Regions from separate parts of the Zea mays genome. Here region 1 is linked to region 2. The links are chromatin contacts, called in public Hi-C maps. All regions are on one chromosome and are shown on one strand. The core of a region is the stretch at or near the end of the contact, and the rest is flanking DNA. Distances in the headings are between cores, read along the strand shown. Region 1 holds the start of LOC100284909. Region 2 holds the start of LOC100217287.

Evidence for each region. A called contact is a pair of places that touch in the nucleus more often than the background predicts.
Region 1: a Hi-C map of bundle sheath shows a contact between it and region 2, with 3 times the contacts expected there. The contact joins the promoter of LOC100284909 here to the promoter of LOC100217287 in region 2. A contact is called at or near these places in 2 of 25 Hi-C or Micro-C datasets (bundle sheath and tassel).

Annotation. Positions count from the first base shown.
Region 1 is chr7:38,165,167-38,170,367 of Zm-B73-REFERENCE-NAM-5.0, forward strand. LOC100284909 reads right to left here and starts at 2,137. Exons shown (of 2, transcript NM_001157804.2): 1 at 1,461-2,137. The coding sequence starts at 1,962.
Region 2 is chr7:37,859,464-37,864,785 of Zm-B73-REFERENCE-NAM-5.0, forward strand. It overlaps LOC100217287, which reads right to left and starts at 2,365. Exons shown (of 5, transcript NM_001143638.1): 1 at 2,214-2,365; 2 at 1,451-1,974; 3 at 788-881; 4 at 549-676; 5 at 1-437. The coding sequence starts at 1,885. The coding sequence ends at 207.

The sequences.
Region 1 (5,201 bases), core at 887-3,386, 310 kb after region 2:
GACAGTAAACCACAGGATCAACAAAAGCATCATAAAAAAATTCTCTAGATACTTTTTATTTTTATTGGAGCTTAGTGACTAGTCGTCTAGTCCTGATCTTACAGCAAAAAATTTATTGTTCAATAAACCAAAAGCAGCTGGTTTGCAATTTTTGGTTGGTGATTGCATATATATTCAATTGTACAACTCGTTAGTTTATTTAAAAAGGATTCTGTGCAAACATTAAAATTAGCATTTCAGCACAAAAAAAAAGATTAATACACGACAAATAATAAATCAAATGAAGGAAAAGTGCAGAAAGTATAAAAAAATGAGCAGACAATTTAACAGTATTTCAATTAAACTGCGGTTATTTGTGCTAGGAGATGCATCTCAACTTCTCAACAAGCTGTCCATATCATAGTACGGCAAGGAAAATATACGTGATGCAGTAATGACAAAAAGAGTTGTGTAGTCTTAATAGACAACCTATGTAAATCTAAAGGTCAGTAGTGATTTGTGGTCCTCGAGATAAGTCCGGCAGCATATTCTTATAGGAACCACAAAATAAGGGACCATTATGAGAATACCAGCTTACCAGCACAGGTATTGTGTGACTAGCAGCATGAGTAAATCACACGTCATTGCATCAAAAACCACAGAATAAGGGTAACCTGTCGGTTTAACCAAATGGGCAAGGCTTGAAATGTGTGACTAGCAACAAAATCAAAGTACACATCAGGAAGAAAAGTGTATTGCTCCATCCCAAGGCTGCATATACCACTTTCCAAAATGCATCTTTTACACAGAACAGATGCAACGAGTAGGTCATGATACCATTGCCAAGGGAACAAGGCACCTACGTCTATGTGCTAAACACTTTAGTGCTTTAAACAGAAGTAGCTTGAAAGTGTTTTTTTTTCATGTTTTCATCTGACAATCAGATGGTTACAGCCACACATATTGTAATGAGAAATTGACTGCAGTTGTTGAACTGCAATGTCCAGGGTGTTTCCAATTTCAGAAAGAGACGTGAAATAGCTGCCCCTTTCAATGTGTTCAGCGGCTCAGAAATTTTCGTAGCTAGGTGTTGCTTTCAATGTGTTCAACGGCTCAGATATTTTCTTAGGTTAAAATTCATTCTTACTTTTGTAGAAACAATTGAAGAAACAGTGACATATGATGCCAGACAACTAGAGAAATACAGCCAGATTTCCTGCTGCAAATGTTTCATTGTTGGGAACATTGATGATCACAAGTTTGCTTATGAATTGAAGATAATTCACCCAGATGGAGATGCAGACAATTGCAGCTTATTCGGAAATACTGAATGAAATGCACATAATTTCACGACGAGCATCATTCACATCATAATTCCCTTTCCTCCAACTCCAACATTACTGGAGTCGCACGAACATAATAAGAAAATAAAACGAGAAATAAGCGGGGGAAGGGGAGCAAAAAAGGGATCGGCTGTGTACCTCCAAGGGAGATGTAGGGTATGCGGTGGGCGCGGCCGATGTAGACGGCATCGGAGAGGACCCCGAAGAGCGGCTTGGCGACGAGCGGGAGGCTCCCAGCGTTCTGCAGGAGTTGCAGGCCGGCGGGGCTGAGCCCCATGCCGCGCGTGAGGTGGAAGTTGAGTGCCAGCCACGGGAAGCAGCGGAACCCCTGCACCCAGTACCCGACCCCGCACACCCACCACACCCGGCGCATCTCCCGCAGCGCCCCGCGCCGTTTGGCCGCGGGCGTGAGATGCACGGGCGTGGGCGCGGGTGGCGTGAGTGTCGGCGCGGCCGATAAGTCCAGGAACTGGGCCAGCCCGCGCTTCTGCCGCCGTTCCTCCGGTGTCGTCGGCATCCGGAGGCATAGCGTGACGCCGATGCAGCGCGCGTTCCTGCACGTGGCGGCGGCGGGTCGTGCGGTCGGGCTGCGGGGGAGGTGGAGGTGAAGGTGCGGTGCGCACAGCGAGAGGCAGAGCATGGTGCCGGCGTCTCCCGTCGTCCGCGCGGCGGCGGGCGGGTAGAGGGGGCAGGAATGCGGAGGCGACTTGAGCGGAGCGGGATGGTGTGTGCGGGCTTGTGGTGGGGAGGTTAAGGTGGTCCGGCGGGGCTTCGGGGAGGGAGATACGGAGAGACTTCTGGAAGACGAGAACGGCCGCGCGCAGCTTCGGGGGTTTTTTTTTCTTCTTTTTTTTCTGTCTTTTGGTGCCCAACTGCCCATGCCTTGTGGGCTCTGGACTGTAGTGGCCTGGTGGGGACGCTGGGACGCACCCCGCCTCTCGTGAAGCATTCTTGGCCTCCGATGCCGATTGTTTCATTTCCACAGGATGTTTGAACGGGGTGTGTTTATACTAGGAGTACATTCTTAGTATCTTGATGTGTTTCTGATTCAAAGAAGTAAAAAGATAAACTAAAAACCTTCTATCTGCCCCCTGCTTTTCGCATCCTAGCTGCTTTTCATTGTTCAACTTAGGCGTTGGCTCGTTTTTTAGCCAATCAACAAACAAACTCTAGGGCTGGCGTCACACGATGCAGGGGGCGTTAGAGTCCTCTCTGTGTGAGTGTGGACTGTTCGCGACTGCGTAGAGAGTTTCGGTCTTCTGCGCATAGACCGTTCACGTATGAGCGACGGAAAGTACGCGAGGCGCGCAGAGGGCTTCTTGGATCTTTTGCACCTGAATCTCGCTATCCGGAAGGGATCCATTAGGGAGAAAATATCATAGGGTTGTCCTGTGGTCGGCAGGTCACCCAAAACATATCTAAACGACGTAAAGTCGAGGAGATGTGAAGACTGCAGATGAGAAAGACTAATCTAATTAGGTGGTGCCTCAATCGGTCGTACCTCTTTATATTTATAGGGGAGGTCTGGACCCGTTCCTAGGTGCATCCCAACCGATTCCCACGCGATGAGTTGAATAAGCACGCGCGAGGAAAAGGACTCTCGCCCGAATTAATCTAATCGCGGACCGTCTGGGGCTAGCTCGTCTAGCCGTGCCAAATGTCAAATATGGTGCTCAACACATGCCTCCTACCTTTTGGATAAGCTTAAGCGAACCAAAAGCACCTAGTACAAGTTGTAAACAACTCGATGTGAATCTATCGGTTCTCTAAGCATCTTACCATATACTAGGATGATATCACTTTAGAAAGCGATCATTCAATGCATTGGGCAACTTATCTCCTTGCACCGTTTGTAATGTGTTACCAGAGATCACCTGTGTAACTTTATAAGGCCCTTCCCAACATGGGGACCATTTGCCAAACTTCCAGTCCATCCATACTCCTTAATGGCAAGATTGTCTTTTAAACTAGATCTCCAACCTAAAAAGTCTTAGCCTTTACCTTATTGTTGTAAGCCTTGGCAACTATGATCTTGTCTTTCTCAATCTCCTTTAGAGCCATCAACCTCTTGTCGATCACCAAATCAATACTATCCATCATTAGATCATGGTAGTCACCAACATCTTGATCATTTAGACTAGTAAACCTGATAGCATGCAGGCTAATCTCTATAGTTAAAATAGCTTTCTGTCCATACATGTCGTGGTTTCGGAAGCCAAGGGACAATAAGATTTGTGTTCGGCAGGGGTGCAAGTTTAGACGAAATGGTCTTGGCCTTTGTTTGAATGGCCTAAAATCAGGTTTGATGTGTAACTGATGCTCAACTAGCTCTCGGCATAAGCCTGTCATCTCATTATAACTCCAAGAAAAATAATCAGAATACTCTAATAATAATTCGATCATTTTATTCCTAGAATTGGATTTTAGGTTTTTGTTTACAAAAGACGGCCTTGGAGTGTTACCATCTCCTATGTCAACTTCCTCCAAAGGATCAGCCGAAGTAAACCCTTGTCCTAACTTGTAAATCCCTAAATTTCTCTATTGTATACACACTAGAGGAGAATGTTACCCTCCGTGGGGTCGCGGATCGTTTGGTCGTAAAGATCGGACCGTCCGGAAGGGAGACTACGAATTGCAGTCCTCTATACGGAACTTTGGGCCGTCCGTCCATAGGGGCGGACCATCTGGAAGGGCGGCTGTGATTTGCAAAACTCTATGTGGGACTTCAGACCATCCGGCCATAGGGACTGGACCGTCTGCACTACCAGTTGTGACATCTTTTTCTTCTGTTGTACTACATTGTATTTCATTTATGGTTTAGCTGATTTTCCATCAGCTCTAATACAACAGTGGTGAACTCTCCATTATGCACACTAATGAATTGATAATCAGAGAAGTCAACCCCACTCAAACACTTAGCAGACTCATAGGTCCATAGTACGGGAGCATCGACCATAGCAATGCAAGCTGATGCATCTACTTGTATAGTTTCAACTTCATCACCTATCCATTGTCTTAACATCTGTTGTAAAGTAGAAGGCACACATTGATTGGCGTGTATCCAATCTCTGCCTAATATAACACTATAATTTCCTTCTACTTTGGTGACGAAGGAAGCAGTGGCCAAGGTCTTAGTCCTAATGGTTAGTTCAATGGATGTGATGCCCTTGACCTCGATCAAACTAATGGTACAGACTCCACTAAGAGTCATGTTTGTCCTAATCAACTCATTGTCTTGCTTGCCCAACTTCTGGTACAAGGAATAAGGCATTAGGTTACAGTCGCACCGACGTCAATCATCATGCGTGAAATCGGTGTCCCATCTATGTGGCTGTGCAAGAAGAGCGGTTTTAGATGGTTGACTGGTTCCTTAGGCTTTGAGAAGATCGCATCCTGATGACCTAACTCAAACTAAGCCATCACAGGTTTTTCATCGCCGATAATATCATAATCAGCTGAAAATGTAATAATATTAACTTCCATACATGGGGGTTCAGGGGATGCCTCAATCCATCATATCCTCATCATTTATGTCATCAAGTTCACCAAATGGGCTTGATGGACATGTAGTAGAATCCCCCTCTACACATATGTTATAGTCCCTGTTGTGTGCCCTCTTGTCGAGTCTGGACGGTTCGACCACAGTAGCTAGACTATCCATGATGGGTTCGAACGATCAGGCCATAGGTGCCAGACAGTTCACAAGTTGTGCAGGAGCCTGTACCACAAGTGTCTTGTCTATTATGGCAACTTGTGCCTTGGCTTCGGCAACCTTTGGCCTCCATTTTTTCTATGGGTTCTCTAGATGTGTCTCGTTGAATACCCACTCAACTTTCCTTTTCTTAGTTTTCTTTTGCTCTTAAGCGATGAAGCTTGGGC
Region 2 (5,322 bases), core at 1,115-3,614:
AATATATGCATTTTTTTATCTCCCGAGGAGACGGCGAGCTCGAGTGTTTGCTCCCTTGACCCTGAAGTTCAGCTCGTCATAATCCTTCTCTGCATCCCCCATTGCTTTTGTTTGCCTGAATCCAACAAACACAGAGGACATGTCATACTCACAGCAACAATACTCCAAATTAATAATTTAATAACTAACGAGATTGCTATCAGCATTCAAACTGACAGATAGTATTTTCTTTTTGGAAGTTTCGGATACTTTCTTGAGAATTGACTATACAACAGGAAGAAAATAAATGAATTACTGACCACACAGATCAGTCTACAAGATAGCGAAATGTAACAGTACCTCTCGATCTCAGAGCCCATGTCAACGGCCATCCCTTTCAGCTCCGTCAGTATGTTGCTTAGATCAGACAGATCATCATCCTGCTTTGCCTTCTCTATCTACAAAAGAAACGACCAGATGGTTATGGAATAAAGATGCAGGATATCAGACGCATCAAGATTTTTCATCACGTGCTGGAGATGCATTAGCTTCACAAGTGTCTACAGTACCTCAACTTTCTCAAGTGCTGATGAGGGTTCAGAACGGAATTGGCGCGCATTTGATGGAGGTGGATGATCTGCCAGCCCTAGTTTCTGCCTTTGCTCCAAATGACTCCCCTTCCTTATGAAGGAATCATCTGCATCCACCATTGCATCCTTTCAGTCATGGACGGCACCATAGCCAATACCAGGCAGTACAAGTTTCTTCAGTCATCAACTCATCATGCAGTCCAGTTTAAGGTAATTACCTCTAGTTAGCATAGGACCCCTGATGGCGCCATTCTTCTTTGGCTTCCACTTTTTGGAAAATAGACCCCCAAGATCGCCCAATAGCTTCTCACTCTGAAATATTGAGCCAAAACATTTATTCAACACCTGTCACATGTCTGCAATGTGCAAAGGAGCATCCATAGTCGCAATATGCAGTTACAAAAGCCGATAGTAACAACTAACAAGCATGTCATTGTTAATACTTCCAGGTTTTAATCCCTCCCCACTAAAACTAGAATTTCTAGAGTTATTAGCGAGAATACCTGCTGATTTCAGGATTTCAGGAACTGTCCAATTCTGGTTTGAAATTGAGAGTGCTGTGCGATTATGCCCTACTTGAGCAGAATAAGGCTCGTTATTAGCATAAGATCTTTTATATCCCGGGGTTAGCCTTGTGGCTTGTGCAAATGGAGCAGCATAAACTTGCAAAAATGTTGGCGATTGCAGGTTTAATTTACCCTCTGTAAATTAGTCAGTTAGCACCTCCTCTTGTTGGGTTTCAGGGTTTCTGAAACGGACTAGATTTGAAAGAACAGTGACTATCCCCTCTTCAGGCGAACAGAACTAAGCTAGCGGTACAAACAATCTCATAAACTGATGCCACACCGCAAACGAAAGAAATTCGAAAAGGCTATAGTTACCCTGGAGAGATCCTGGTCGATGTCGACGGCCATCATGTGCGTGCGGTGGATCTGCTGCCCCTGCTGGTGGACGGTGACGAGCGTCTTGGATGCGGTGTCCCTCATCTCCTCGGCGATCCTGACGCACCCCCGCGTCCGGCGCGTGGTCTCCTCGGCCTTGTACGCCGCGTAGCCCTCCAGCTCCTGCACGGACTGGCCCTCAAGGCCGCCAGCGTCGCGGAAGTCGTTCCGGTAGTGATGGTTGGCCGCGGAAGAGAAGAGCCCGCCTCTGTCGCCGGCGCCGAAGAGAGAGGAGGAGCCCCGCTGCTCGTCCGGGGGAGGCACGGAGGACGCCCGCGCTGGCCGCTGCTGCGGTTTGTCGTCGTCGGAGTCGGAATCGAACGGGTTGGTGGCCTTCTTCTTGGGCGCGAAGAAGGATCGCTTCCCGCTGCTCATGGTGGCCGCTGGAGTACTGGTGCCGCGGCAAGTAATCGCGATCGGGAGTCGGGACTCGGGAGTGGCTGCTAGTTTCTGCTCGACCGTTCCTGTGGTGAATTGAGGAACCGGATTCATTTCACCCGGCATACATACATAATTTTTAAAAATGAAGGACCAACTCCCATGAACTGAAACACAACCGTTCCTGTGGGGAATCGAGGAACCGGGTTCACCCGACATACATACATAGTTTTAAAATTGAAGGATCGACTCACATGAACTGAAATGAAAATTCTCACGCAATATGAGAAGAACAGATAGAAAGCACAAGGATGAAGTGAAGCACCTGTACGAAGGAACGAAGCTAGCGGAGATCGAGGGATCGGCGGCTGGGGAACGGGCAGCGAACTGGGGCACACCCGGAGGAGGACGACGAAGAGCCGGCGGCGCCGGTGGGAATATAACAGTTGTGGGGGGAGACGACGAAGAGCGACAAGGATATACGCTGCCCTGGTCGTAGGGGATGCACGCGCCCTGACAGGAGGAAAGGTAAAAGAGCGAGGACACGGTCGCTCGATGGCGTGCGCCCTGACAGCAGACTCCCCGCGTCCGGCTGGATCCCATTTCCATCCGGTTTCCGTTACGGCTCGCGCTGTCGCGCACACGCGATTCTGGTTGTGAAAATTATTACTAGCTGATAGGAGCGTGCTGCGTGCGACTACTTCCTCGGTCAAGGACGCGGCGCCGGCTAGGTCAAAGACGGCATTGGATTGGTGAGGAGCGCTACGACAGCTGAGGTGCTTTCTTGTTCTGCTTTGCTTAACCCTGAGTTATTGGTGGGACTTTCGTCTTCGAAGGTTCTTAAAAACATGACTAATGTGTTTTCCAATATAATATATTATTACGAGAAATTTCGGCTTTAAGATAAAGGTGTACATGATATGAAAGACGCAATCTGAAAGAAGGATGAATCAGTTCTGAAGCTATGGATGGAGAAGCTTCGGCTTAGCACAACTATGATGATGAAGGACGAACCGACTTAAAAGGAAAAGACTGCTCAGTACTCGACAGATTACCTTTTGACTAATAGAAAATGTCAGGGACATAAATGTAATTTTACTCAGACTGCGTCCAGTGCCTATAAATAGATGAACAGTAACACTGTACTGTTCACAATGACTTGTAATCGCTCGCTCGTCACTCTTGGATTTTTGCCTTCTGTCAAGCTGAAGGTATAAATGTAATTTGATATTACTAATGTTTGTCCATGATTATATAATAATAATGTGAATAATATGATGACTTGATACAATTATTCATGTTTCCTTCTATATCTCTATTTATATTCTTACATATTGTAATGATGAAGGTATGTCCTTCATGACCTTCGTCTGAGGATCATTATACCCTAAGGGAAATAATGATTCGAAAGACGAAGGTCTTTAACCATTAACATTTGTGTTGCCTTGTTCTTAATTTATAGTATTTGATAATAAGTGACCAACATTGGCGTCCACCTCCAGTGAACTCACTTGACCACCTTCGGCAAGCTTTGACCGTCGTCATGCCGCCGAAGAAGTCATCAGGGACAGGGGTTGCATTGCAGCCACTGTACATTAATCAAGATACATTACGCGAAGCTAGGAGCCAGAAAAGGAAGGCTACCAGTCTAACACCTCAGAAGGAGGAGTTGGACCAAGAAATCAGGGACCTTGAAGCCATTCATCAACAGGTCCAGAAGAAGAAAGAAAAGATGATTCGTCTTGCCGATCTTCAGAGAAAGATTGATGAGGCTGCTGAAAAAATGTGTCATCTCACCTAAGATGACCAAGACCGAAGGCCTCAACACAGAGAGCTTCGTCAAGACAATTCCTACAACGATGATGAATGGTATGATGATTTCCATCATGACAATTTTGCTTTTAATGATGATTCTCCTCTAGCAGCAGAATTGCAGGCTACCCCGTGTCCCCCATCATACAAGCCACCCCAGCTTTCTATGTATGATGGGCACTCAGACCTGAAGCAGTTTCTAATGAGCTACGAGGCAACCATATCTTCTTATGGGGGCAACACTGTAGTCATGGCAAAATCCTTCGTCATGGCAGTCAAAAGTGTCGCAGAAACTTGGTACTCTTCTCTTGGGCCAGGGACAATCACATCATGGCAGAAGCTTAAGAATATGCTAATCACTAGCTTCCAATGTTTTCAGACGAAGCCGGTCACTGCTCAGGCTTTATTCTAGTGCACGCAAGACCACGAGGAGTACCTTCAGGCGTATGTCCGAAGGTTCCTGCGTCTGAGAGCACAAGCGCCTACAATGCCCAATGAAGTTGTCAATGAGGCCATGATTAAAGGGCTTCGGCCAGGACCTACGGCTCAGTATTTTGCCAGGAAACCCCCACAAACCCTGGATAAGCTTCTCCAGAAGATGGATGAGTACATCCGGGCTGATAATGATTTTCGCCAGAGAAGGGAAGAAGCATACAGGTTTTCTGAGATGACCAGGGGATTCGGAGGAAGAATCCACCCCAGGCATGTCAAATCGATCCATTAAAAGTCGCCTAGAGGGGGGGTGAATAGGGCGAATCTGAAATTTATGAACTTAAGCACAACTACAAGCCGGATAAGCGTTAGAAATATAAACGAGTCCGAGAGAGAGGGCGCAAAACAAATCGTGAACAAATAAAGAGCGAGACACGATGATTTGTTTTATCGAGGTTCGGTTCTTCCAAACCTACTCCCTGTTGAGGTGGTCACAAAGACCGGGTCTCTTTCAACCCTTTCCCTCTCTCAAACGGCCACTTAGACCGAGTGAGCTTCTCTTCTCAATCAAACGGAACACAAAGTTCCCGCAAGGACCACCACACAATTGGTGTCTCTTGCCTCGGTTACAATTGAGTTTGATCACAAGAAAGAATGAGAAAGAAAAGAAGCAATCCAAGCGCAAGAGCTCAAATGAACATAAATGTCGCTCTCTCTAGTCACTATTTGATTTGGAGTGATTCCGGATGTTGTGGACTTGTTCTCAAATGCTATGAATTAAGAACAAGGCAACACAAAAGAAGGTTAAACGATTAATGTCCTTCGTCCTCCGAAGCATTATTTCCCTTGGGATATAACGATCTTCGGACGAAGGTCAAGAAGGACATACCTTCATCATTACGGTATATGATAGTGAAAATGAGAAACACATGAAATACAAAAGATAGCATGAACTTTTATATATTATTATTAACTCATTTCTATTTTATTAACACGAAAAATAGAAATGACATTAAATTACAAGTGTACCTTCGGCTTGAATGAAAGCAAAAGTACAAGCGTGACGCAAAAGCCAATGCCAAGTCAGCGTGAACAGTACGGGAGCACTGTTCATCTATTTATAGGCACGGGACGCTGCCCATGTGAAATTACACCCATGCCCTTTACATTTGCTAATAACTTTATAGTAA